Regions from separate parts of the Mus musculus genome. Here all the other regions are linked to region 1. Evidence: chromatin contacts called from public ChIA-PET, Hi-C and HiChIP or PLAC-seq data. All regions are on one chromosome and are shown on one strand. The core of a region is the stretch at or near the end of the contact, and the rest is flanking DNA. Distances in the headings are between cores, read along the strand shown. Region 1 has its middle 49 kb from the start of Gm40746. Region 2 has its middle 58 kb from the start of 4930556N09Rik. Region 3 overlaps Gm46240. Region 4 has its middle 30 kb from the start of Gm46240. Region 5 has its middle 79 kb from the start of Gm46240. Region 6 has its middle 72 kb from the start of Gm33897. Region 7 has its middle 30 kb from the start of Gm33897.

Region 1 (3,786 bases), core at 737-3,236:
GCACTCACATACAAAAAATAAATAAAACTTAAAAAAACATATCGTATATAATAAATATCTATATTATACATATATATGCATATTTATTATTATAGATTATAGTTTCTAGACCTAGCCAGGACTCCAGTGCTCTAAATGCTCTCAGGAGATCTGTGCTTTTTATATTTTAATGGAAGCAGCAATGAGGATATTTACTGAGGTTGGGGATATTTAAGGAGTGAGGCAGGGAAGGGGGCAGGTGTGGGAGATGCCTGGGGCCCCTCTGGTTGCAGGGCTGCCTATAGCCTGGTGGGGAAAGTGCAGCAGGTTGCTGTCAGTCCAAGGAGGTAGTTATGAGACTGTGGCTTAAGCATAGTGGTGGGGATCAGAAGTGGAGGAGGCTTATGAAACATTTTGGGGACCCCCCCCCCCCGAATAGCTGGAGGTGTTAAAGCTTAGAGCTAAGATCACCGTGGTTTTGCGTTTGTGTTATCCTGGCTAGGACCACTCAGGTGTCACGGCAAATCTAGACTTTCAGAGTTTGCGGTGATGGATACGATTGAGTTTTTGTCTTCATCAAGTCTAAATCTGTTCATTAGTTCTAAGATTTTGCTTGATTTGAAAGGACTGGATTTGGGGCCTCAGAAGATGAAGACATGTAAAATAAATTAAAGACATCAGAGTAGTAACTGTTTTGTTCTGTTTTCTGTTTGTTTGCTTTTCAAGACAGGGTTTGTCTAGGTAGCCCTGGCTGTCCTGGAACTCTATATGTAGACCAGGCTGGTCTCAAACTCAGAGATCCATCTGCCTCTGCCTCCTGAGTACTGGGATTAAAGGTGTGTGCTACTAACACATGGCACTATTAACCTTGACTATGAAATACACTTTAATACTGAAAACACTGAGGTGTAAACTGTTCATAGCTGCACTTTTAGCCTTGAGAAGATAACCTTATAAAAACCACAGAACCTCAACATTGAGGTGTGTAGGTAAATAGACCACAGAAGTTGCTTCCTGTCTAGTTCCTCAATCGCTCTTTGATGTTAAGGTGAACTTAAAGGTTTTGTTACTTGGAGGTCAAGGTGAGGCTGTGCTGTCCTGTAGTGTAGTCATGACCGTAACAGTGATGGGCGCAGACTGATGACCATTGAAGTTACTGCATCCGAAGCTTCGAGTGCCCGAGCTCTAGTTCCCTCTGTAACAGGTTCTTAACCCCATTTTACAGACAAGGAAACCAGGACTCAGGATTTTGTTGTTCCCTATTTTTATTTTCCCCAGGCAGGGTCTTGTGAGTCCATACTGGAGTCTAACTAACTATCTAGCAGAGAATATCCTTGAACAAGAGGGTAGCCTCTTGCTTCCATACCCTGGATGCTGGAACAAAGGGCCAGCATCACCACACAGCTTCCCAGCTCAGAAGGTTTAAATATCCCAAGGCTACAAAGCTACAAGATGATGGAAACATGATTTGAAATACATGATTTGAAATTTGACTGCTGCAAAGCTCACATGTCAAAGGCAGGGGAAGGTGAAATGGTTAAGGCTTAAATCAAGGTAAAACCATGGGCAAAATGTCGAGAGTCCTAGCACGGGACTGCGGTTCAGCATAAGGCTGTGAAGTTCCTTTCTTAGCTCAGTCATAACAACCAGACATGGCAGGCAGAGAGCACTTTGTGTGCACTGCCTTTTGATTCTAACGGCAGCCTAGAGGAGCTACTACAGTGCCCGTTACACAGACAAGGCAACTGAGGCTGTAAAGACAGTTTGGTAAGTTTCAACTAGCGTCTGTTTGGCTCCAAGCGGTGCTCACGAATGTAAATTATCTTTTGACCGACCGACGTGACTTCTGTTTTTCCTGACGAACCACGGTGTCTTTTCAAAAACCGGGTTTCTCTTTCTGTCCCTGTTCCCAAGTCTTTTAGGTTGCCTGTGACCACTTTTGTAGCCCCAGCTTCATTATCCAGGTTCACACCGGAGGATCCACATGGTGGCACTGTAACCTCACACAGTTAAAACATGAGGAAAAAGGAGGAAAAAAAAAAAAACCCACTTGTTTCCACTGCACTAGGCAGGCCAGACTCAAGTCTGACAGACAGTCATGGACAGGCAGACTGGCCTTAATTAGACCGGCTTTAGCATTCTACCCTTTCTGGTTACAGACACACAGAACGCATTCTCCTCCAGCTACACCCAGGAGTGAAGATTCCAGAGACCCCATGCCCAATGGCAGGGTGTTGATCCTAACTAATATCACAACATCTAAGAGCACACCACCAAGACCTCTCCAAAGCCAGGAAATGCATGACTATCCCTTTCAAAATATTTTTTATCTGACTCTCATAAGCCCCTATCTCTTTAGACTTTCTGAAGTGGTGGGCTTTCTGAGAGAACAAAAGGAGGGAAAGACAGACAAATTAGGGAGAAAGGAAAAGGATCAACTCTCTGCATACATGACATTAAGTGCAGTACCCAATATCCCCAGACACACTTCCTTATGCATGGGAAGGCTTACCCAGTTTCTGTCTTGCAGGCTGTAAGATATATTAAAGGTATAAATTCATGATGTATCTTTAGGTGTTTGGTGATGCAAGCTGTTTCTTCAGTACTTTGCTTTCTTTGCTTCCAACTAAGAAAAAAAAAAAGACCAAGATCCTTCCATGTCACAGGAGGGAGGAAGACTTTCCAAGAGGGCAGATCTATAGACAAAGAGAAATCTTGCCAGTCTAGGAATGTAAAAAAAATATGCATAAGGTTGATGGAACAAAAATATTTTTACCCAGATGTAGCTGTCTCTTGTGAGACTATGCCGGGGCCTAGCAAACACAGAAGTGGATGCTCACAGTCAGCTAATGGATGGATCACAGGGCTCCCAATGGAGGAGCTAGAGAAAGTAGCCAAGGAGCTAAAGGGGTCTGCAACCCTATAGGAGGAACAACATTATCAACTAACCAGTACCCCGGAGCTCTTGACTCTAGCTGCATATGTATCAAAAGATGGCCTAGTCGGCCATCACTGGAAAGAGAGGCCCATTGGACAGGCAAACTTTATATGCCCCAGTACAGGGGAACGCCAGGGCCAAAAAGGGGGAGTGGGTGGGTAGGGGGTGGGTGGGTATGGGGGACTTTTGGTATAGCATTGGAAATGTAAATGAGCTAAATACCTAATAAAAAATGGGAAAAATAAATAAATAAATAAATAAACAAATTAATAAATAAAAATATTTTTATTTGTATATTTTTAAGTCTTTTTGAAGTAGATAGCAACCAGAGAGAATCATGCTTTTCAAGATAAGTGGCAAGATTCACACTCATGACTGCTTGTCTTAGGAAGAGTCTTCAGGGCCAGTTTCATTTTAAAGATTTGGGGAATCACTCTACCCAGATGCCTGAGTTGTCTGCACATAGGCTGGCATGAGGAGCCTTCATGCTTTTGTTTGAAATCCAGTCAGCTAGTTTCTGGCTTTATGACTTCGGCCCTGCAGCTATCTCTAACTCACCCATGTGCCACATGCATCCCAGGATAACTTAATGTGGCCCAGCACAAAATTATGCATTTACTTAAAACATGAGAATTTTCTCAAAAATAACATAGTTATGTAGTTCTCAAGGATGAACTTTCTAGATGAGAAAGTCATGTTGCAATGTCAAGAGTTTGGACCCATCTCACAAAGCCTGTTCCTCAACCCAAGTTCTTTCATCTGAAAAATGGGCATGAATACAGTAGCTCCTGTTTTACAGGTTGTTGGAAGATTGTGTAGAAATCTAGCATATGGCAGGCCCTTAATAAACACTTAATAAATGTGCCCCG
Region 2 (3,786 bases), core at 718-3,217, 960 kb after region 1:
ACTATGAGCATGGGGTGACTATGAAGCCCAGGAGTGTTCACCATTTCCCTCAGATGTACCATTGCGGTGAAGAAGATTATGGAGGAGGCTGGCAGAAGAGTCAAATGCACACAGAAAGATTTTGTATTTTGTACTCAAGTATGTCATAAAACTACAACTTCTTACTACGGAGTTTCAGAATGTATGGAGAGCAAGTTCACTTTATTAGTTTCCTTGCTTCCCATACAGGAGTCCTTCCTTGCAGTACAGAGGTCATTACTTTCCATACAGGGTTACTTCCTTGCACTGCAGAGTTCCTTAATTCTCATACAGGAATTTGTTCATGCCATACAGGGATCCTTTTTGTTTTGAGACTGTGTTTTCCAAATGAGATACATGGAGACTTAGGTCTATCAGCCTGTTTCAAAACTAAGAAAGGATATTTAGAAAGGATGAAGTTCTTTCCAAATTTCTACCTTCCCCTCCAGAAACGTTCTTAGTATGTACTTGGTGAACACTCCAGTGCACTGAAAATGGTAAGCCAGATCAAATTCAAGCAACATCCAAAGGCAAAAGTCTAAACATCCATGCATTCATTAACCTAACCAATCCTCTATCCATTCGTCCATTTGCTATCAAGGTGGCTGTCTACTTTGGACCAGACAGAATCCTAGGAACAAGGGCCACTGAACACGACAACACTTGTTCTTTGCTTTTATTGATCTTGCAACTGAAAAAACACAGCCAAGCAATAAGTACACAATGAGTGTTTGTTAGTACAATGGAAAATAACCGTTGGCTGGCTTATAGCCAATGATGAAGATTTAGGTAGCTATCTAAAGGTGGAGAAGTCGCTAAGAAAAGGTTAAAGAAAATATAATCTGAGAAGGGAGAAGAACTTTTTAAAATAGTTACATATTGTGAGTAGAAGTCAGAATTTTAAAAGAATTATAAAATATATATGCATGTGATGATGGGATGTGGGTACTGGGCAATAAGAATAATGGGAAGTAAGTTCACATAAGTAGTTATGGACCAGATTAAATGAATGATAGGTCAGTATACCACAATTAAACATTACTGTGAATGATTTAAGAAAAGACCCTAAAAGAAAGGGAGTGAAATTATCTAGCTTACTTTTTGAGTTGGCCAACAATCCTTGCTTCCAGTAAAATAGAGAATATAGATGAAAAATGCAGATCATTTAAAAAGTAGTTATAAGACCACCACAGTATTGTAGATGAGTCTGAGAGTAGATTGGACTGAAGACCTTAGAGTAAAATGGAGACAGATGAACAAATATGTTGTAGACTTGGGATGATGCCTTTGCCAAAACATTTTTATGTAGACATTTGAGAGTCTAGAAGAGACAAGGGTGATTATAGCATTCAATGGTTATCAGAGAAAGTCTACAATAATGTGTCTATTCCCTCAAAAGAGGGCATTCACGGGTCAAAGCAAAGGCTAACCAAGTTCAGGTTGGAGACCTAGTGAGTTTATTAGACTGATTCAGAGGACCACAAGTTAGGACCATATGTAGGAGCATGAGTGACTTAAAGGCAATTGCTTCAATTTGAAGTCCCACTATCACCATGAGTGATAAAATATAAAATCTGAAGAAATACCAATGAGTTCCATTTCCGGTCAATATTTTCACCTCCTCCAAATTCTACTGCCCCTCCTAAACTGCATGCAGCTGTGGCAGGAGGGAGGAGAGGCTGGCATGCCAAGTTAGGATCCAGTAATTCTCTATGATTATTCTGTAGGTGAACAGTAACACATCATTGCTAGACCTAGCTATCACTGTATCAGTCTGCCTCTTTGCTTGTCACGACTTCCCACTAAGACAGACTATAGGTTACCATAGCAACTCTGCTTCATGATGGTTAATGGTCGTGACATGTCCAAAGTAAATAGTTTCACTCTTACAATGGATGTCAATAGGAAGTTCAGCTGCAATGGTTTCTCATTTCATGCACTTTGGTTACTGAGAATCCTAGGAATTTCTTTCTGTGGACCTGGTGAGGTGTATGAATCAGGGTATTGGATCCCCTGTGGTTTGTGTGGACATTTTACTTCCTATTCATTCGTTCTAGCCTCCCCTGGCTTTACTCTTCCCAAGTCAGCTCAGCTCTCCCTCATGTCTCCTTTCCTATGGATCTAAGACATCTTCTGAGTCTTCGAAGAGCTGACTACCTTGCTGGTTCATTATGCATTCACTTGCACTCTGCTTGTTTTTCCCCCCACGACTAGATGTGAGCATTCTAATACAGAAATACCTTTGATTGTATTCTTTTTTGCTGTCTTTTGTGCAATTTCCTCCATCTGTCTTGAAGGTGCCTTTTGTTGTTGTTTTTTGTTTGTTTGTTTTTGTAATAGAAAATAGTTTTTCCTTATACACTGTATTCTGATTATGGTTTCCTATCTACCAAATCCTCCCTATTTGTAATGTATTGTTAGTTACACAGAGGGAGTAGCCATGAGGTACTCCATGAGACTAACAGGGATATATGGCAATACACATTTCAAAATCCCTGGGGCTTGAGGTATAGCCTGGTGGTAGAGCACTTACTTAGACTTAGATATCAGCTTTCACTGTTGAGAGAAATGCATCGTGTTCCTTGACTTCTATGGTTCTGTTCCCCCTTAGCTCAAGTAGAGAAGTTAGAATGAATAAACTTTAAGTTCCTTTTAGATTAATAACAATGATCAGTTAGTTATAGGTTCTGGACAGACGCTAATAGTTCTCTGACCAATATCTCTCAGAAGTTGAGGAGAAAATGTCCGGTGGAATCATTCTTAACTTACAGTCATCACTTAGATTCCAAGATACAAAAAGAGGATCATCAAAAATGCCAAGATTCTATTTGAACTAGATGCCTTCTAGAAAAGAAGTCTTTCTAGAAGGTCCCTGTGTGTGCTGAGAACTAGGACAGTCTGAAAGCAATGGTATCTTCTGGGAATTAGAGTTATTAATAATGCTGGCTTCCTCTGAATAATAAAGGCATTAGCTGAGAAGGAACTCTGGGAGAGAAAAGAAGGATGAGTGAACAAAGGAGGATAAAAATACCATAGACAATGCAAGCAGTCCCCTTACTCACAATGGAAATATGACACACATTGGGACATCCCAGAAGTAAGTGTGGAGGCACACATGGTAAATGGAATATATAACTATGAGCAAACACCCTCCACACTTTGAAATCTGTGAGTTCAGACAGTACCCTTGAAAACAATGTTATATAACTGGAGATGATGGGACTGTATTAATTTCAAATATCTGCTGGCCTCTTTCAGTGTATCAGGCCCCAATTGAAGTATTAAGATACGGTTTTTGAACTCCTAGAACTAACATTAGACAGGATCAGGAAATGGGTAAGATAATAGATGTTATAGAAAAAAATAGAACAAAAATTATAGAAGATTAAAGAGTTAGAAAAATAATAGCCACATTATTTTTCTATCCAGGAGGTTCTAGCTATTATAGAAAGTGCTAACGACTTTGCATGAAGGTCTGAACCAACATGCCTAATCCACACTCCAGTCATCAGAACTTGTACATCACTGACTCTCCTTACAGATTTAGGAATACAAAAATCATAAAACTGCCTGACATCACAACAGTGGCGATAAGGTCAGGAAGAAACTTTCACTCTAAGTATTGAGATTTCTAAACTACCCAATTCTTCTACCTGCTTGGATTGTATTCTATACAAAACATAATATTGCAAATGAGGACCATACAGTGAGGAAAAAAAAATTTAAGAACCCATAATAAGGTGAGCTGGAAATCCGAGGCAAGTGATT
Region 3 (3,786 bases), core at 712-3,211, 780 kb after region 1:
ATGTTTTGAATCCATGTTCATCTGAAAATATGTGTGCTTTTACAGTTTTAAATACCATGAACGGATGTCGAATTCTAAGTTGAAAGTGAGTTTTCCTTGAAAGTTTGACAATGTCATAGTCTCTCTTTAAGGCTCATGTAAATGATGTCATCAGTAATTAGAGGTAAAGTTGGTAAGGCTGAATGACAAGGAAACCATGGAAGCAAGAGGAAAGTTCATACAAGACAGGTCGCCTAAAGTATGTGCTATGAGAACAGGCGGAAGGGCACCTCTGGTTAGAAAAATTGAATACTGCCGAGAAATCTAACATGCCTCACAACCAGTCCTTATCTTCAGCACCAGGTTGGCCATTCTGACTGGACAATTGAGAGTCATCAGAGTGGAAGAGGGTAAGAATTCGTAAAAGGGTAGGCTTGAAAAACTTTTGAGTCATTTGTCTGAGAATATGCAAGGGAAAAGATGACATATCCCCTTGTTTTAAAAGGTTACTAGAATCACTAGATTTGTTAAATGCTAATTTTAAAAAATCTAGTAAGGAAAAGAGACAACTGAATCATAAATGAGCAAACTAAAACAACTCATTAAGGTATTGTGTGTGCAGTGCAGAGAGAGGGACTAGTGAATAGGAGGAATAGGACATTAATTCTATAGTTTCATTAACAAAAACAACAGGATAGATATGGATGAACAGGCTGCAGCTTCTGTTGGGAGAAAAAGAAAGAGCTTATTGACCAGGTATCTTGTAGAATGTAAAATTTGAATCTTTTTGGAGAGATATGGTTAGATGTCTAAATGGCACTGAGAGACCCACTGAAATTAGTAAGCTTAAGTTTTCAATTATCTCAATTATTCTGGTTATACAACTTCCCCCTAAAATCTTCCCCCTAGAATCTTTCAAGGTTCTGACCTGGTTATCTTCATCCGAATTTCGTGAAAGCTATTCTCTGTACCCCAGATGAGGTTGGATGATTCAGATTTCTTCCTATGAGGCCTGCCATTTGACTTTCTACTATGTCCTTGATTTTTTCTTTGTCTTCAAAGCATGAAAGAGCATCTTGCCATGACATGGACAGCTCTGGATGGTCAGGCTTCTTTGACCCAGCCCATGTCACTTCTCTCTGTTTACATTAGTCCAAATGTCAACAACAACAAGCTACATGTGGGTTAACTACCATCCTGACAGTGCAAGGTACTTTCTTTACAGTTAGCAACCAGTGGCCTTGGTTGGAGAGCCTGAGAAGCAGCACATCTTAATGACATAGACAATGTTTAAACCTACATCATCAATTACAGACACCACACTTATTCTATTATCATTATTATTATTGTTGTTGTTTTGTTGTTGTTGTTGTTGTTACATTTATTTTTTCACTACATTGATTCTTTTTTATAGGTCCTCAGGGCTAGAGAACTGAACTTTAGTGTTTCAGGGCTTCTGTGAAATGCAATTATGAACACAATGCAGTAGTTGTGACTGACCAAGTTTGAACGTACTGGCAGTTCTGTTAGAAGCATGAAAAAGAATTTGCAAGTTTGTTCTGGATACGCCAACATTTACATAGCAGTCTAACAAAGGCTGGGGAAGAAAACCAAACTGAACGGAAACCTAGAGGGTCTGACATCGATGAGTTCCAATGTGTCATGTTGTTTCATAGGTAGAGTTAAACATTCTCAATTTGTGTGTCTGTGTGTTTGTGTGAGTGTGTGTGTAAGAGAGAGAGAGACAGAGAGAGGGGGAGAGATAGGCAGAGAGATACACAGAGAGAGAGAGAGATACAGAGACACAGAGGCACAGGGACAGAATCAGATGGGCCAAATGCAACCCCCAGTCACATCAAATAGCAATTTGGAATCATCTATTATCCTTGGAAATAAAAATGTCCTTGATGATGTTTGCAAGATTCCTTCTGGTGGAGTCAGAGGACAAAAACCAGATCACAGCAGGGTGAGCTTCAGAGTGCTTATTAAGCAAGCAGAGCTAACAAATATGTTGGGAATCTTGCAGAAGCTTGACAGTAAAGAGGTGAATGGAGAGGAGAGACTGTGGGTCACAGAGAAGGACATACTCCTTAAGTCTGGAAAGGTATATCCATCCATATGCACTTAAGTATGCATATACTTGTTAGGAGTGATCTTTGAGACAGAGAAACGGGGAGGTTTATAGGAAGACAAAGAAAGGGGAAGAAGGCAAGAAAAGGAACAGAAAGAGGAACAAATGAGACAAGGTCTCTAAAGGGAAATTCAGTGGATGGAGGAGAAAGAGAGAGAGGAAGAGAGAGAGAGAGAGAGAGAGAGAGACAGAGACAGAGACAGAGAGACAGGCAGAGAGACAGAGACAGACAGAGACAAAGACACAGATACACACACACAGAGACAGATAGACTCATACACACACACACTGAAAAATAACAAAAATAAATTATAAAAGATAATAAATAAATCCTCCAGAAGGATGCAAGTAAGTACAACACACTATAAGAATACAGAGACCAAGAAGGAACTCTTTTGTGCTCTCCCATTTTTGTGTGTATATGTACATGTGCACATGTGTGCATAGAGGTCAGAGGTCAACATTAGGTGTCTTCCTCAATTATGGTCCACCTTACTTAATCATTATTTATTTTTCCATTTGGTTATTTATTTATTTATTTATTTTATTTATTTATTTTTGAGACAGGGTTTCTCTGTATAGCCCTGGCTGTCCTGGAACTCACTTTGTAGACCAGGCTGGCCTCAAATTCAAAAATCTGCCTGCCTCTGCTTCTCAAGTGCTGAGATTAAAGGTGTGTGCCACTACCACCCAACTGGTTATTTAGTTTTGAGGCAGGGTTTCTGTGGTATCTAGTGCTCACTGATTCTATTAGACTAGGTGTACATTAAGCCCCGGGGGATCCTATTTCCACTTCCCCAAGTACTTTAGCAACTGAGTCATCTCACCACTGTTGGACCAGAAAATTCCATTCACCAGGAGTGGTGAAGATATCACAACCAGCACAGCTTGAGTCCTGAAACCATGATTTAGCGTTGGTGAAGGAATGAAGAATGGATAGCCACACCGAGACATATACAGAAAGACTGAGGTCCCTTGGAGTGTATGCATTTGGTCTGAATGGGACTTACTACTGCTATGAACTCAGAACCTCGGTATATTTTGAGTGCAGCAAAGGGGTATGAGTTGGGGCTTAGTCTTGGTAGGAAGTTTCTGTAGGTAAGCTGTTTCAGACTGTAAATATGCTGGAGGAGGAGGGGGCTGTAGTTGCTAGTTTATGTATCTACTGATCTATAAACACTTGAACTTGAACACCCAGGGAAAGTTTTGGTGTGCCTTTAAGCCTAGCCCATATGGGGAATGGTTTGACTAAATCTCTATGGATCCAATGCTTCAAGTCCTTGCCCATGGGCAAGTGTACATAATTGCTCAGGGTGGCTCTGCTCCTTACAGTGAGGGCAGAGGCATTAAGTCAGGGATTTACAGAGCAGGCTCTGAAGGAGCAGGGGACAGGAAATATTGAGGAACCCAAGGGAATGGTTCACCAGTTAGTGTCAGCTGGGCTCAGAGACCTCAAATCTGAATAATTCTGTCTGTAGGGTTTTATGACAGCCGCTGTCAACATCAAGACTTCTGTCTGTATGGTATAGACATTTACATGAGACATTGTTCTTTTTAATTCTGGGGATATACAGCTATATCATCTCCTAGGATACCACCATTTTCAAATCTATAATAAATGCTACTTTTGATTTCTCCAAGGATGCAGCTCAGAGGATTTATCATGGGTGCCTCTT
Region 4 (3,786 bases), core at 696-3,195, 740 kb after region 1:
AATGTTTAACAAGTGAAGATGTGATATTTACTGATTAGCTGTTGGGTTTTAGAGATTAACTGGCAGAAATGAGGGATTGACTGCTTCTCACATACCTCTATTTACCTTCTGTACCATCACATGGTCTGGCCAGATTATACTTTAGTATGAATCTAAATGCTAATAAGGTTCATATCATACGAACAGACATGAAGTACAGAATGTTCTGGATGGCAGTCTGAGCATAGCTTTACAAAGTATCTTTCTCATTGTATTTAATGAGGAAAATCAGTAGGAGCTTTCTAAGCATCCCACTGAAACTGAGGCAACACGTTGTGAAACTGATGGGGCATGACACTACCGTACATGGGATCTCTAGCTCCAACTCTGCAATGTCTTTTTTTCTTTTTTTAATTAGGTATTTTCCTCGTTTACATTTCCAATACTATCCCAAAAGTCCCCCATACCCACCTCCACAATCCCCTACCCACCCACTCCCCCTTTTTGGCCCTGGCGTCGCCCTGTACTGAGGCATATAAAGTTTGCAAGTCCAATGGGCCTCTCTTTGCAGTGATGGCCGACTAGGCCATCTTTTGATACATATGCAGCTAGAGACAAGAGCTCCGGGGTACTGGTTAGTTCATATTGTTGTTCCACCTATAGGGTTGCAGTTCCCTTTAGTTCCTTGGGTACTTTCTCTAGCTCCTCCATTGGGGGCACTGTGATCCATCCAATAGCTGACTGTGAGCATCCACTTCTGTGTTTGCTAGGCCCCGGCATAGTCTCACAAGAGACAGCTATATCTGGGTCCTTTCAGCAAAATCTTGCTAGTGTATGCAATGGTGTCAGCATTTGGAAGCTGATTATGGGAGATAGAAGAGAGAATCTCAGGTGCAATGTCTTTATTCTGGGAAATTAAATGAAAAGGGGATGTGAGGTGAGAAAAATAACTAAACTAGACTGGAGAAGAAGGTAAGATGAAATGAAGAGGCAGAACTAGCAGATGCCTACAGTAGATTAGGAACACCAGAGCCTTTCATCTTGTCAAGATGGAGGTATTGTTGGGAAGCCACATGAGCGCCAAGCGACATAGCTCCAACAAATTCAGCAGAGGCCAAGAAGCATGTCCTTAAGTCTTCCTGTGAGATGGCTTCCAAGTGCGATGTTTGTCTGTGACTCTTATTTAAGATACCCAGGGAGCTATCAAATGTTGTCCGTAATTGATTGACAGCCACATGAAAAGAATAAATATTTCAAACTGGAATAACAGAATAGATTTCTCCTGAGCCTTAACTTAATTCCTCTTTTTAAAACTCTCTTTCTTTTTCCCTCCTCCCTTCCAGAACTGCAATTGGAAAAAAAAAAGAGTAAATATGAAGAACTACATTGAGACAGTTGTCTGATTATTTTTTTAACCTGAGAATGCAAATGGATAAAGTTTAAAAACAAGGAGCGATGTCAAACATAATCAGAACTTTATATCCTGCAATATAAACTTTTGTAAGCTCAGAGAATCAGCCAGAACAAAATGTCTAATTGGTTTAAAATTAAAGTCAAGGTTAATATTAATAAATACTTTATAATTCTTTGTAAGTTTATTTGAATGGTATTGGCTCAAACTAAATAGATGCCATTTCTTTAAAGAGAACAGTGTTTAATTAATACCAAATGACTTAGTGTGTGGAGTTACTGTTTGTTCTGTGGCCCAGGCTTCCAAGCCTGTGTTTGTGTATGTGTGTGTGTGTGTGTGTGTGTGTGTGTGAGAGAGAGAGAGAGAGAGAGAGAGAAAGAGAGAGAGAGAGAAAGAGAGAAAGAGAGAGACCCACATTTGGTAGACTTCTACAGAATGCACACATATATTTTCTTTTTGCCAAAAAGTAACAGAAGCCTTCTGAAGGCGTAAGGCTTCATCTCTTTGATAGAGCTCTTAAAACGAGAACAAGAGTGAGCCAGAGTGGACAGGATGTGGGTGTCTGACTCACAGCGCAAGGCAGCCACATGCAGGGTCAACAACCCCACCCCATCTGTGGCCTGCCCTTTCCTCTGATCTTTTCAGATATTTCATGTGATGGTTGGCTCACAAACAGTAATGGCTTCTTGGGAATGTCGGTCATCCGAACTACCTGAAAGATAAGAAGCTCCACCTTCCTTTCTTATCCTGGCCTCCTTGGTAAAGATGGAAAGATATTGTTCCTTCAGATACACAGTAGGGAGGAAAAAGATGAGGAATCCAGGTTTCCGAGCCTTCATAAGTCTGAGCCCTGTGACTCACCGACAGACCACATGAGACAGAGGCCATGTTCTTGTATGTTTTGGTGGTGTGCAACTTTTTCTCCTCTGAGACAGACAGGAAACATGCCTAATTCATTGTATAGCAGCTATATAAGGCTCTGAGGATAAATACTGACTAAATCCCAGGAGTATTTTAGTGAGGAGCAGTATGCACATGAGCCCATAACTACTTACAGAGTGGCTGAGAGGCTGCTGAGTAGTGATCAATGTCTTAGTTTAAGGGATATAAAAACAGTTATTACAATATATCATAATATAACATAATACAGTAATATATATATATATGTACATATAAGATACATACATAATGTTATAACTCATGAAGCGGTAGATGGAAAGAGAACAGAGAGGAGGAAATACTTAACAGGGAGGACTGGACTCCACTGTGTTAATTAGACAAGGCTCTGGGAGAGGAAGAGCTATGCTGGGCTGGACGCTGCAATATACTCAATGAACATCAAAAATGATGAGAGGTTTCAGGTAAAGGGAAGAGTCTTTGAAGAGCACCATCGCTGAATGTTTAAAACAAGAAAACTGAGAAAAGAGAAAGGGCTAGAGCTCTTGGAACAATGGAAGGAATGAGAAGAGAAGGAGAAAGGTATTCATTCATTTTCTAATCTAGCCTGCAGGCTGCACAGTCAGTGACCCCGAAACAATGGACAGTCAAGTGTGCTTTGCAGTGTCTCCGGTAGCCCAGGTTGGCTTCAAACTTATTCTGTAGGTGCAAACCTCATTCTCCATCCTGAAAACCCCCGAGTTCTGGTGTTCCTGGCATGTGCCACACCTAGATGGGATTATAATTTTGTTCTTATAATTTCTGGAGTTTATGTGGTTGTTGGTAAAATTCTGTTGAAACTGTGATGGAAGAAAACTCTCTCTCTCTCTCTCACTCGCTCTCTTAATCTCTCTCTCTCTCTCTCTCTCTCTCTCTCTGAGGTACCGTTTCACTATATACAGCAACCTGGCCTTCAATCACAGAAATCTGCCTTTAATGAAAGAGCTGGGATTAAAGACATATCCCACCATATCTGGCCATTTTCTTATTTTTCAGGCAGGCTTGTTGCCTGCACATAGAGCTTATAGATTTGGCCATATTATCATCTGCAAGCTCCAGGAATCTTCTTGTCTCCAACACTCTGGCGGATTACAGGCATGCACTGTTGTACCTGGTGTTTTCTTTTTAGGTGGGTGCTGTGGGGGGTCAAATTCAAGTCCATGTGATTGCATGGCAAGCATCTTATGACCTAGCTATCGCCACAGCTCTATTTCTGTAGATAATTTGGTTGGTTTGGTTGGTTGTTGGTTCGTTTGCTGGTTGGTTGTTTTGGAGATGAAAATCGCATCCACTAAAACACAATGATCTTTGCTGTAATCTTGATCAACACATGTGGTTATGTGACCTGCATTCTAACAACATCTAAAACCCATATAGTTCTTCCTACCACAGGAATCTCTCCTGTATCTCCTCCCAGGCAGTCCCTCTTGCCCTTTCAAGAAGCCGTCACGGATTGGTGA
Region 5 (3,786 bases), core at 416-2,915, 690 kb after region 1:
GAAGGATGCCCAAAGTTTTCCAGGTGTCAGTCACCAGATTTCACAAAGCAGCAAGACAGACAAACAATATGCAACCACACAGAAGAGAAGGGCCAATGCATATAAGAATAAATGTTATGCCTCACTGCCCGTCAAGACACACAATCTAGTGTGCTACCTACTCTTTACATAGGCAGAGATATAGGAAACCCATGTTATGGTTAGTTGTATGGGTGTAAGACCCACTGGGAGGGTGGCTGTGTTTGCACTAGGCCGAGCATTTCGAAACACTGCACAAAGCAAGTTTGAAGCTTCTCATCATCAAGAAATGACCAATGTTTGAGAAGATGCATTAAAACGGATCTAAACATCACACATCACACAATGTAGTCGCGGATTAATGCACAGTATGGAAACTCGTTCCCACATGCTTTTATATGTTGGATAAAATAAAAGTGAGAAAATTTTAAAGGAAGAAGAAACTGAATATATGCCACCAGCACATCTGGACTAGCACATCTGGACTAGCACATCTGGATGGTTAATATGACCTTAGAGGCAACCACTGGGCAAACCTCACTAGACGTTCTACAGGGCGTACACTGGCTTTGTTTATCGTAGCAGAACATATCAGACGCTATGACCTTTGGCTTGAACTAGAAGTAAGTCTTTACTCCGCCATGTGCTCCCCTTCCCTACATTTTATCCAACAGAATAGAATTGCCTAGATTACATTCTTATCCTCATTGGTCTGTACCAGCAACATTTGAGAGTCACTATTGCCCTGGCAATGTTCCTGGTTTTGCTCCAAGATTCCTTCCGCCTGTCCATCTTCTGCAGTGCCACCAGAGAATAGTATTTCATTAACCTAAATCATACGATGTAATTTTTCCTGCTTAAAACTGTCACATCAAGACTTTGAGTTATTATTATTGTTATTGTTATTGTTATTATTATTATTATTATTATTATTATTATTATTATTACAAGGCTTGGCTCCTGCCTACCTTCCCTTTTCTCCTGGTGTCTCAAGACTGACCTCTACCTTAAAAGCTAGTATTCCTAACTGGCATTTCCAGGACAGAGGAAACTGTCACTTCCAACTTTCTCTACTTGCAGCTTGCTTTGTCATCTTTAGGTCACAGACAGTTCATCTGACTAGTTGTCTCCAGCTAGGCCAAAGTCTCCTCATAAGTTGCAAAAGTTTTCAAATATTGTCATAAATTCCCATGTATCCAGGACACCAGAGTCTGGCCTCTGCTCTAGAAACTGCTTTACCCACATGGCTCTGTTCCAGAGACACCACTATTTTCTCCGTTTGGACATTTAGAACAAGCCCCAATTCTAAGCCTCTGCCTTGTGTTCATGGAACACCTCAAGCTAAATTTATATTTTCATGACTTTGCTTCCTTTTCTGGACTCTGTCTCGTCTCCAAATTGTCAGTGGTTTCTGCTCTTCTCATTTGAGTGGCCACATGATTATGGGAACTTCCAAGGTAGGAGAAGAGCTAGTTATTAAGATGAGGCCTGTAGAGTTGGGAACAACTTATTAGTAGCTGGGTGTGGCCCACGCAAACCTGGCTCAGAATCACAGCTCTTCAGCTTGAATTCACCCTGGGGAAGAGGCTCAGCTAGCAGCTCTTTAAAGAGCACAGGCTTCAGTGCCAGCTGTTTTCCTTGTAAAACAGCTGACCAGTTTTGCTCGGTGCAATCAGAGACTTGGGTTCCTTCCCACGAGGGAAAACCGTTGACCCATTTCAGTTAGTACTGCAGAAAAATTTCCATGGGCCCAAGAGAGGTTCTTGGGAAATAAGATAGGTATCCATTCATTGTATAAAGTGACAGGCAAGGCTTGTCATTTTTCACCATTGTAAGAAGTCAGAGGCAATAAACACATGCAGGAAATTGTGGTGGTATCTCCCCCCCACAATTGCTTCTGGAACTGTTTGTTTCTTTACAAGCTTGTTATTCACTAAGCAATCAATTTTAACTCCTCCTTTGCCCTAGTTCCTGGAAACCCCTAATCTTGCCATCTTTATAGATCTGCCTATTTTGAAAATTTCAAATACATTAAACTATACAACCTCCAACTTTTTGTGTCTGCTTCATTCATGTGAGGTATGAGTTCCAGTTGATTTGTCTGTGGCATGCACCTCCTTCATGCATTCCTTCCTTTTAGTAGTTGAATAATATTCTACTGTGTGGGCAGGCCACATTTTTTTTTTATATCCATTCATCTGTTGATGTGCATTAGGGTCATTTCCACCTGCAGGTTATTACCCTGAAAGTTGCTGTTATGGCTGTTTGTGCCCTAGGTTTTATTTGAACATCTGTTTCCAATGATTTTTGGTGTGACTAGGAGTGGAATTGGAGGGTCATATGGTTCGGGAAAAAAAAAAAGATCCTTGTTTAACTTTAGTGAGGGAACCATGAAACTTTGTTTTTTCTCTAGTGGTTCAACAATTTTACATTCTAACGAGTTACGAGGAAGGATGGGTTTGGGCAAATCCTAAGAACACCATACAAAGTGTTTATATCAATAAGTGACTCATTAAAGACATTTACATGATAAGGAAGAACATCAACTCAGATTCTTAAAGTGAGATAAAGTTATCCCTCCTTCTTGGTTGAACAGACCATGATGGCTAATTATGAGTCAGTTCTGGAAAGTTCCGAGAGCAGCGTGTCAGGGCATCTACACAGAAGATTATTGGTGTAAGGTTTTTGAAATAGCCACACGTCAGCTGTTCAGAAATACAGATTCGCACTGTCTATGGCTGAGTTCTGCTTGGCTCCAGTGACACTGTTTCTGCTGAGCTTGAAAACCTCTTAAACCTGTCATTGAAAGGTAATATGTTCTTTTCTGGCTTGAATCACAACAGGGAATTCAAACTTGTAGTTCCTTTTGGAGCCTAAAGTCATTTAAAGTCAAATCACCTATGAGGATAAGCAGGGAGCTGTTTCAGGTCTGAACCCCCTCAGCCTTCCCGGAAGTCATGCCATTGGAATGCACAAGCTTGGTCGTTATTACCTCTGGGTGGCGTTCGCCTTTGCTGTATCTGTACGGACTATATTAGCTAGGTCTTCTGGGATGTTTAAGTTTTCCAATGATGTTGACAGCCTTATCCATGCCCTGGTGATATCAGATATGGATTCTTGGAGCTTCCCTTTCTCAGATCCTTGGCTTCTTCCTATCCTCAGACCACTTAACATTGGTTCAAGTTACAAGTTCAGGGGATTCCATGGCATTTCTCAAACGTCTAAGGCCCTTAAGGGAGTTCACTGGTCTGGTGCAATACCACATACTAATCCTGTCTAGCCTAGAGTTTTAAGCTTTTGAAGCTTAAGTAAATGGGCAGGTAGGAGATCCCATTGACAGAAAGTCAAAAGTCACACTAGATTATGTGTTGGCAAGTCAAAAGGAAATCATTGTTCCTCCTAGAAAAGAAGAAGTTCAATGGAGACAACTTATACTGTGAACTTGATCATCAGTCTATGTGTTGTTAGTCTTCATCGTCAACTCGACAGGATTTGGAATCGCCACATACACCTCTGGGCATGATTTGGGATTTTTTTTTTTTTGAAGAGGTTTAATCAAAATGGAGAGCTCCAATTCTAATCGGAGCAGCAGCACCTTAGTCAGCTAGTATTATGGTCCTAAACGACTGGGCGCAACTCCTGCTTGGGTTTGATCTAAGACATTTCAGTGCTTGGCATCCATTGCATTGGTACTAGGAACATCCAGCTCTGTACAGTTAACAAGAGTATAGTTCCGGTGGAGAACTTCGAATGTCACGGTCACTTTGT
Region 6 (3,786 bases), core at 542-3,041, 660 kb after region 1:
CCCCAACCCCCAGACTATCTCCCCATTGCTGTCTTTTCATATGCTTTCATCGACAGTATTCTCCCTTCTCATGTATTATTTATTGTGTTGTATTTCTTCTTTACCATATACCTTTAAACCCCATTATCCATCTCTACTTTAAACAATATAACAATGGCAGGAACCACAATATCATTCCTTTTAACTTATGTAAAAAGCCTCAAATTGGAATTACTATTTTCTTTGGGTCTAATAAATCCATCCTTGATAATTTCATACTATAGACAGATTATTGAAAGGGAATATACATTTTTTAACCGTGAAACTCTGTATACCTGAGATACAGACTTACAATTTGCATAAAAATAGGCCAAATCCCACAATGGTGTTATACTAAAACACCCTGCTTATCTATATTTGAAGAAAATTGATTTGAACATGAAACTTGCAAGGCACAAATGTCACCTGGAAAGCCCCTTCCCAATAACACACACAGATTTCATCTGCAGAGTACACATTATACCACCTGAGCCAGGAAATAAATGAATGTGTTTAATAACATGATCTATCAGACAGTAGAAAAGCCACAAGCTTATCCCAATAATAACATATAGAATCAACATAAAATTAGATGTGATTACAGTTCAGAGAGAGGAAAACAGTTCTGAAATAAAGATTTCACTTGGTTTCTCTATGTTCATAGTCCTTGTGTCTCAATTCTGAGAAAGTGAACATGAAAAGCATGGCAAAATCTGGCCACTAATTATATAATACACACTCAGTTATTCACGGGCTTTGTGATGGCTTGTTGTTTTCATGGCCAACACGAAACCTCCAGCTTAAACACATTTTGTGTTAGGCTGAAATCGAATGTAGGCTTGTTCAAGTTGCTTAACATCCTTGAACTTCTTCATCAAACTGGTAGAATTCTTAAAGAGTTTTCCGCGTATAAAAAAAAATACAGGTGGAATGTGTGGCTTGGTGTTTGATGTGCAGCACATGACAGGGAGATGGATATTATTATCATGATGGGAGAAATAACGACAACTAAGAGTCTAGAGAACTTAGTGGTGCTCTTCATTAAGTAGCTGACTGTTACCTTAGGTACTGTGGTCTCTGGGCTACAGCTTCCTCATCTTTGAACTGTCGAAGGTGGAATCATCAAGGTGAGATGTTTCTCCTTTGGGTTGTCTGAGAAAGGCTCTCAATCTGGAGCTGAGGGGTTTTGATCTGGTGATTATTTTGCTTCCACCTCCTGAATGTTGGGATTGTAAGAATGCACCACCAACCATGATTAATTCAAGTGCCTTTATAGTAATCAAATTGTCTGTCTAGATTTTGTTTCTTGTTGTTGGAATAAAACATTCTGTCTGAACAACTTAAGGGAGCAAAGGTCTATTTAGCTTAAAGTTTCAAGTCCCAGATCATCGTTTTGGGGAAGTCAAGGTGTGAACTTGAAGCTGCTCGTCACCCCCACAGTCAATAGCACAGAGAGAATGGATGCTCAGGGAACGATGTGCTTCTCTTTTAGGTTGGGTATTTTCCTATCCCTTGATACATAATTCAATCCTCAGGGTTATGCCCATAAGCCCAGGTCACTTAGACAATTCCTCACTGAGACACATCCCCAGTGACTCTAGGTTGTGTCAAGGTGACAGTTAAGAACTAACCACTGCATTCTCTTGTGTGAATGGAATCTTAGGCAAAATGCTGCTGTTTGAAAGCCATGCAAACAGAGCCGCTGAGTTGGTTAAAGTCGTAAAGTTAGAGCTTGATTACTTGTAACCACTTCCTGCGCCTGCCTGTGGCACCACAGAGCGTTAGGCAGGTGATTACAAGACACTTGAGAAGGTTTCCTGTATAATGCTGTTTGAACTGTGTATTGAGCTGGTGAGCTTTTGTTCAATGATTTATTCGCCAGTTCCAGAAAGGGACAGATGAATCTTCATAAGACTGTAACAGATGTGAACTATCAATTTTACTGGTTTAATAAATTTAATGACTGTATTAGGGTTTTGTGTTTTTGTTTTTGTGACAACTTGTGGAAGAATTTATTTTGGTTTATGGTTCCGGGGGGTTTAAGAATGGACCATGGTAGGAAGGTTTATCAGTAAGAGGCAGACATGTCAGTCAGCAGAAGCAGGAAGCTGAGAAATCCTATCTTTAAGCCCAAACATGAACTAGAGAGAACAGGCTGTAAGTGGCTCTGAGCTCTCAAACCTTACCCTCAGTGATATCCTTCATTCAGAAGGACTCCCCCTAAAGAGGGTTATATAGCCTTCCCCAACACTGATACCAGCTGCAAACTAAGTATTCAAATACTTGAGTCTATGGGAGACATTCTTAAATTCATACCACTCTGGTAACTCAATCAATTGTTCAGCACTCATAGTATCAAAGACTAAATCAATGTCCCATAATTGTTGTGTATATAGAGAAATTTTTAGTTATACCCTATACAATTATATAATTATCATAACTAGAAATATTTGAATATATATGTCTATATATATATATGTATATATATGGATGACCTGCCATTTCCTTTTCATGTGGATGATGTCATCAAATTCATATCCACCAAAAAAAGAACTCTCAGATAATCTTGTTGATAATTACTACTTTTGGGGGGAGATCCTTAATTCTTAATTGGGTTTAAAATAGTAATGTATACTGTGGGTTCTGATGTCAGTTTATCTTCAAATATCCCTTTGAGGGTGGTGCCTTTATTCTCATTTAATAGGTTTGGAAAATGTAGCTCATATTTGAGAAAGCTACTTGGAGTCACATGGTGTTTAAATATCGAAGCCCAGGTTTCCTGATTGCACTCCAGGGCGCTTTCCACGAGTGACAGGGGCAAGAGGACAATGTGCAGCCTTATCTTTTTCGAATGTGCTCTTCCTGATTTGCTGAGAGTTTTAAGCAGTTCAGAGAACTGCTCTGAACCATGCAATGACATACAGTCAATAAGCATTCAGGGCACTCTGAATTGTTCAGAGGCATAAATGGGTAAATACTCTTCACATTTTAAATGATAGTGAAAACATTTGCATTCTGATATTAATATTTATTGATTTTTTTTGAGGTTCAGTGAATAGTTTTCATGATAATTCCTCAATCTTCAGAGAAAACCTGCATTCATAAATAACAAATTATGTCATTACCCACATCTGCTCTCATTTTCTATAGGCTTCAAAATCTCTATTCATCACGGGAGCCAAAAGAAGTGGGTACCCACCGGTTTCTCCATCAAATTCTGGCCCATCTTCCTGCACATAATTCTTATTTGAGAATGCAATGCTTATTCAAAATAAATACGGGACATACTAAACTATGTGATTAACATGCAATGAGTCTCAGATTCCATTTACTTATGGAAATCGAGTCAAATCTAACATGCTAGCAACACTATTGTGAGGTCAGCTTCCTGATGAGGCCATTGGATCTGCAGGAGTTACCACTCTGATACCACATTAGCACATCATTAGCTTGAACCGTGCCACAGCAGTATGAAAATTAGGCATTTTCATTTTTCAAAAGAGACAATAGCAACTTTCCCTGCTTCTTACATTCATTTTTAAAGATGAGACTGTTGATGGAAGATGCATGAAATGAAGTAATATTTGAAATTATTAACAAGGAGCTTTCTCAGAAGATGCATGCCTTTGGAAACTAAATTTAAGGTGTGTATATATATTTTAAAAGATGAGCTCTATTATGCTAAATTTCTGATATACTTTTGTTAGCTGGTTTTTTTTTGAAGTAAGATAGGTCAGAAATAATCATACAAAGACATTTTATAGATTA
Region 7 (3,786 bases), core at 858-3,357, 550 kb after region 1:
AAAGTATCTACTGCCAGCAGAGGATCAGGATATAATTAGGATATTTGATGTTGGCTTTGAACTGAAGGATCCATTGGAGGTAAAATCTGCTTCTCCAGATGCTATGGGCTGTCTAGGTGGAGTTTCAACTCAAGCCCTTGAACTCAGTTCCCAGATCAAGTTAACAGTTTTTGTTTGCTTGTTTTTTAAATTAAATTAAAAGTTTTTTTTTTATTTTTTATTTTCTCTTAGGCCAACAGGAAGAATCAGCCACTTTTTTTTTTAAATGTTGGAAAGTTCTTAAGGCTGTTTCTCTAAAATTAGAAAAGTCAGGATTATAGACACAGAAATCTGAGGGAACCTCGGGCCCTACTCGAATGTTTCTCTTCCTTGCTTTACAGGTGCTATATGAGTAAGGAGCGAGAGAAACAAAAGGTGTGCCCAGGAGATGACCTTGAGGAGAACTATGTGTATCAGTCTTGTCTTAGGGTTTTACTGCTATGAACAGACACCATGACCAAGACAACTCTTATAAGGACAACATTTAATTGGGGGTGGCTTACAGGGTCAGAGGTTCAATCTGTTATGATCAAGGTGGGAACATAGTATCCAGGCAGGCATGGTACAGGAGGAGCTGAGAGTTCTACATCTTCATCTGAAGGCTGCTAGCAAAATACTGGCTTCTAGGCAGCTAGGATGAGGGTCATGAAGCCCAGACCCACAGTGACATATCTACTCCTAGGCTACAACTATTCCAATAGGGCCTTACCTTCTAAAAGTACCACTCCCTGGGCTGAGGATCTACAAACTATACCAAGTCTCCTGGGGCTGCTCTAGCAAAATACCATAAACTTGTCAACTGAAACAACAGAAGTCCATCATGGGCTGGAGAGCATCTATCCAAGGTTAGCTCAACCGTCAAGGCTGCAGAGTGATTCTTCCTAAACCCTATGAGAATCAGAGAGTCCCTTCTGGCTTCTAGTGGTTTGATGTCAATTTTTGGGTTTCTTTGTTTCTCAGACCTGTCCTTCCGATGTCTACCTTCATATTTACTTGGGATCCTTTCTGCGTATGTGAATGATCCTCATCACCGACTTCCCAAGCTCCATGTAAGAGGGCTGGGATTTGCTGTAGTGACCTCATCATCAGCTAATCACTTGCATGGGTGGTTTATCTAAGCAAAACTAATTCCACAACTTGTAAAGTTAAGGTTATCAACATATTTTAGGTTGGAGCTAGAAAAGGTCATTAGTTTTCTTTCTTTCTTTCTTTCTTTCTTTCTTTCTTTCTTTCTTTCTTTCTTTCTTTCTTTCTTTCCTGTACTCAGATGTGTATATGAAGACAGTTTCTGTTTGGTTAGGTCACAGCGTGAAGTTTTCCTTTCTTGGAATTCCTATTGATGGGTCCTTTGCCAATTTTCTTTACGTACCTTGCACTCACTGTTTCCATGTGTAGTTATTACTAAGTTTGTCATTTTCAGTGTAGTTTTCTAAAAGTGTACAGCTACATGCGGGACTTGCAAAAAAGATCTACAAATGCAACTCTCACTTCAGTCATGAGAAATTGATTCAAATCCAACAGTGCTTGGGAGAGTGAGAACATAGGAGGTGCTTGGAGTTTTCATTGGGTATTTCAGGATTCTTTATGACAGTTCCAAAACCTGCAGGTGAGTGCACGTACACACACACACACACACACACACACACACACGCGCGCGCGCACGCACACGTACATTCCCTGCCCTGCCCCGCCTCCCCTACACCCCAAGAGATGATTTTTCTAAAAGACATCCTTACAAAGTTTCGAACAAGATGATGCTCTAGGTTCTCTGACATGGCAATAGCTTCCTTTGGGTTCCACTAGTTTTGTTTTTAACTGTTAAAAAGTTTCACACACACACACACACACACACACACACACACACACACTTAGTCATATGACTGTATTAAATGTGCCACCAGCTGTCTGCCAACAAGAGACCCAAAAGAGAAACTGTTATTGGCTTCCCCCAGAGAAACCTCCTTTATCTCAAAGAACTGAATTGCCAGGTGGAATTGAGTAAACTCTGGGGTTGCAACACAACCAAGGCATAAAGTTCACCATCAACGTAAAACAGCCAGGCCAGTTCTGCTTTTTAATGTCCTCTAAACTGAAGGAACTGAGCAATCTAAACAAGGGTGAGGCCACGGCCACGGCCACGGGGGAGTGAAAGCCATGTTATATTGACAGCTAATGAGTGAACAACAGCTCTGTCATCTTTATGTGCAGAAGACAGCTTTGTTTATGTGTACCCAAAGTTTGCTGTGAAATCCCGGCCAAGAAGGGAAAAGTTGTGTGGAAACTGCAAGAGAGGTTGTTTGCTTCTTGCTGGGTTACATGATTCACAAGCTAACAGATTGAGAAAAGCTTTGCAGAGAGCAACAAGTTGACACTCCTTGTTTACTTAAGTAAAGATGCTCTAATACGGGCAAAGTTGAACAGCTTTTGGTTTCAAATCTAACATTGTAGAATGGGAGATAAAAACACCTAAATTGTCTGTTAAGATGAAGTGTTTCTAACCTGTGTATTTATTTACCAATGACCTTTCTCTCCCTTGACCAATGTCATGCAGCCTATATTAGATACAGAGACATGATTAGATATCATTTCTTAGTGTAGTGTCTCACTGGTGCCCACCCATAGCTCAGTATACCAGGATAAGATTCCTGAAGTGTCTCAAATGAATGAACTCTGAGATTTCCCCCCCCCCCCAGTTAGTTTTTTCCAACTGGCTCACCAACAGTTTTTTACCAGAGCTGCTAATGATTAACTAAAGGAATCGCTTGGATGGAAACTTTTTCAGACCTCTCCAGAGTGAGGCTTGCCAAGAGTGGTGCAGGGGGCAGCCAGAATAAGGAAGAGGAGTGCAAGCCAGGAGTCTGCAAAAACACACATGTGCAACTGAACTTCTTGGCTCCTGGACAGAAAGCGCTGTGAGACACCAAAGCTCTTTTTCCCTTTGTATATTTACAGATTCCGAATCCAAACTCACAGCAGTGGACGATGCTCTGCGTTTTCTCAATGATGTTTACTTAATAAGCCTGTCAGTGACTGGCTACAACCTCACCTCAATCACTGCCTCTATTTCAACCATCTTGACCTTCTAAGGGAGAGCCATATAGTGGGGTTTTGGAAGAGGATGAAGAGAAATCTTTGGGGCGGGGATGGGTGGCCAGGGGCAGTGGTGGTTCATGGTGTTGGAACATAAAACACTCTGTGCATGGTATTTCTTTATAGATGTTGGCAATCAAAGAATGTTCCAGTTAAGTATGAAGACAGAAGAGAAGCAAGTTACCCATAACATCTACCTCAAACACTAATGAGAAAAAATTTGCTTTGCCATGTGCTGGTTGTGGGAAGGATGCTTTCGGGTCCTTTCATTTATTACTCCCTTCCTCTGTTGGATCAGAGAGACTTGCTGGGACCCTGGAAAGTACCCCTGGTTTTTGGCAGGCTCAGAATCTCCCCCTATGGTCTTGTTAAAATAGGTCAGCCCCATCTAAATTTTAGAATATAAAATCAAAAATACACTGCTACAATGTGAATGATCAGCTCACTCCAATCTATCACCTATTAAGACGTTGCCATGGCTACCCACAAATCCCCAGCTCCTAGCACAGAACAGGAGGGGTTCAGTGATTTCTTATTGAGCAAATGGGTGATAGGCTGCTTTGAAGACAATTACCCTTGACTTAGATGACTCGCACCCATGTTGACTGGTTGGATAATATGGTTTATGTAGGACATCTATCTATGCATCACATGCCA

What was found. HiChIP or PLAC-seq counts read pairs in DNA pulled down with a chosen protein or histone mark. A called contact is a pair of places that touch in the nucleus more often than the background predicts. ChIA-PET counts read pairs in DNA pulled down with a chosen protein or histone mark.
Region 2: an H3K27ac HiChIP or PLAC-seq map of the NIH/3T3 cell line shows a contact between it and region 1, with 5 times the contacts expected there. The contact joins two enhancer-like sites. A contact is called at or near these places in 1 of 15 datasets of contacts at CTCF or cohesin (large pre-B cells), 2 of 484 Hi-C or Micro-C datasets (bone marrow-derived macrophages and embryonic fibroblasts) and 2 of 115 datasets of contacts at active chromatin or transcription factors (the NIH/3T3 cell line and acute myeloid leukemia).
Region 3: a Hi-C map of bone marrow-derived macrophages shows a contact between it and region 1, with 12 read pairs. The contact joins two enhancer-like sites. A contact is called at or near these places in 2 of 484 Hi-C or Micro-C datasets (bone marrow-derived macrophages and group 2 innate lymphoid cells).
Region 4: a contact with region 1 is called in a Hi-C map of bone marrow-derived macrophages, with 14 read pairs. The contact joins two enhancer-like sites. A contact is called at or near these places in 1 of 15 datasets of contacts at CTCF or cohesin (the NIH/3T3 cell line), 3 of 484 Hi-C or Micro-C datasets (bone marrow-derived macrophages and uterus) and 3 of 115 datasets of contacts at active chromatin or transcription factors (acute myeloid leukemia, embryonic fibroblasts and large pre-B cells).
Region 5: a contact with region 1 is called in a Hi-C map of 3T3-L1-derived adipocytes, with 5 times the contacts expected there. The contact joins two enhancer-like sites. A contact is called at or near these places in 5 of 484 Hi-C or Micro-C datasets (3T3-L1-derived adipocytes, the C2C12 cell line, bone marrow-derived macrophages and 2 more) and 2 of 115 datasets of contacts at active chromatin or transcription factors (acute myeloid leukemia and fibro-adipogenic progenitors).
Region 6: an RNA polymerase II ChIA-PET map of memory CD8 T cells shows a contact between it and region 1, with 21 read pairs. The contact joins two enhancer-like sites. A contact is called at or near these places in 1 of 484 Hi-C or Micro-C datasets (bone marrow-derived macrophages) and 2 of 115 datasets of contacts at active chromatin or transcription factors (acute myeloid leukemia and memory CD8 T cells).
Region 7: a CTCF HiChIP or PLAC-seq map of the NIH/3T3 cell line shows a contact between it and region 1, with 6 read pairs. The contact joins two enhancer-like sites. A contact is called at or near these places in 1 of 15 datasets of contacts at CTCF or cohesin (the NIH/3T3 cell line), 9 of 484 Hi-C or Micro-C datasets (3T3-L1-derived adipocytes, bone marrow-derived macrophages, liver and 1 more) and 2 of 115 datasets of contacts at active chromatin or transcription factors (bone marrow-derived dendritic cells and double positive thymocytes).

The regions. Positions count from the first base shown.
Region 1 is chr10:96,130,340-96,134,125 of GRCm38.p6, forward strand. No RefSeq gene overlaps it. Among named protein-coding and RNA genes, the nearest start is that of Gm40746, 49 kb to the right of the region's middle. Within about 2 kb of position 1,987, at least 52 of the 459 cell types and tissues checked have an H3K27ac peak or open chromatin away from gene starts, as enhancers often do. A contact at or near this core is called in 3T3-L1-derived adipocytes, the NIH/3T3 cell line, bone marrow-derived dendritic cells and 2 more, where this site is marked.
Region 2 is chr10:97,092,129-97,095,914 of GRCm38.p6, forward strand. No RefSeq gene overlaps it. Among named protein-coding and RNA genes, the nearest start is that of 4930556N09Rik, 58 kb to the left of the region's middle. Within about 2 kb of position 1,968, at least 14 of the 459 cell types and tissues checked have an H3K27ac peak or open chromatin away from gene starts, as enhancers often do. A contact at or near this core is called in the NIH/3T3 cell line, where this site is marked.
Region 3 is chr10:96,907,925-96,911,710 of GRCm38.p6, forward strand. The region is part of intron 1 of Gm46240; the gene reads left to right. Among named protein-coding and RNA genes, the nearest start is that of Gm46240, 8.5 kb to the left of the region's middle. Within about 2 kb of position 1,962, at least 12 of the 459 cell types and tissues checked have an H3K27ac peak or open chromatin away from gene starts, as enhancers often do. A contact at or near this core is called in bone marrow-derived macrophages, where this site is marked.
Region 4 is chr10:96,869,721-96,873,506 of GRCm38.p6, forward strand. No RefSeq gene overlaps it. Among named protein-coding and RNA genes, the nearest start is that of Gm46240, 30 kb to the right of the region's middle. Within about 2 kb of position 1,946, at least 84 of the 459 cell types and tissues checked have an H3K27ac peak or open chromatin away from gene starts, as enhancers often do. A contact at or near this core is called in the NIH/3T3 cell line and bone marrow-derived macrophages, where this site is marked.
Region 5 is chr10:96,820,851-96,824,636 of GRCm38.p6, forward strand. No RefSeq gene overlaps it. Among named protein-coding and RNA genes, the nearest start is that of Gm46240, 79 kb to the right of the region's middle. Within about 2 kb of position 1,666, at least 60 of the 459 cell types and tissues checked have an H3K27ac peak or open chromatin away from gene starts, as enhancers often do. A contact at or near this core is called in 3T3-L1-derived adipocytes, where this site is marked.
Region 6 is chr10:96,785,625-96,789,410 of GRCm38.p6, forward strand. No RefSeq gene overlaps it. Among named protein-coding and RNA genes, the nearest start is that of Gm33897, 72 kb to the left of the region's middle. Within about 2 kb of position 1,792, at least 51 of the 459 cell types and tissues checked have an H3K27ac peak or open chromatin away from gene starts, as enhancers often do. A contact at or near this core is called in memory CD8 T cells, where this site is marked.
Region 7 is chr10:96,684,199-96,687,984 of GRCm38.p6, forward strand. No RefSeq gene overlaps it. Among named protein-coding and RNA genes, the nearest start is that of Gm33897, 30 kb to the right of the region's middle. Within about 2 kb of position 2,108, at least 109 of the 459 cell types and tissues checked have an H3K27ac peak or open chromatin away from gene starts, as enhancers often do. A contact at or near this core is called in 3T3-L1-derived adipocytes, the NIH/3T3 cell line and bone marrow-derived dendritic cells, where this site is marked.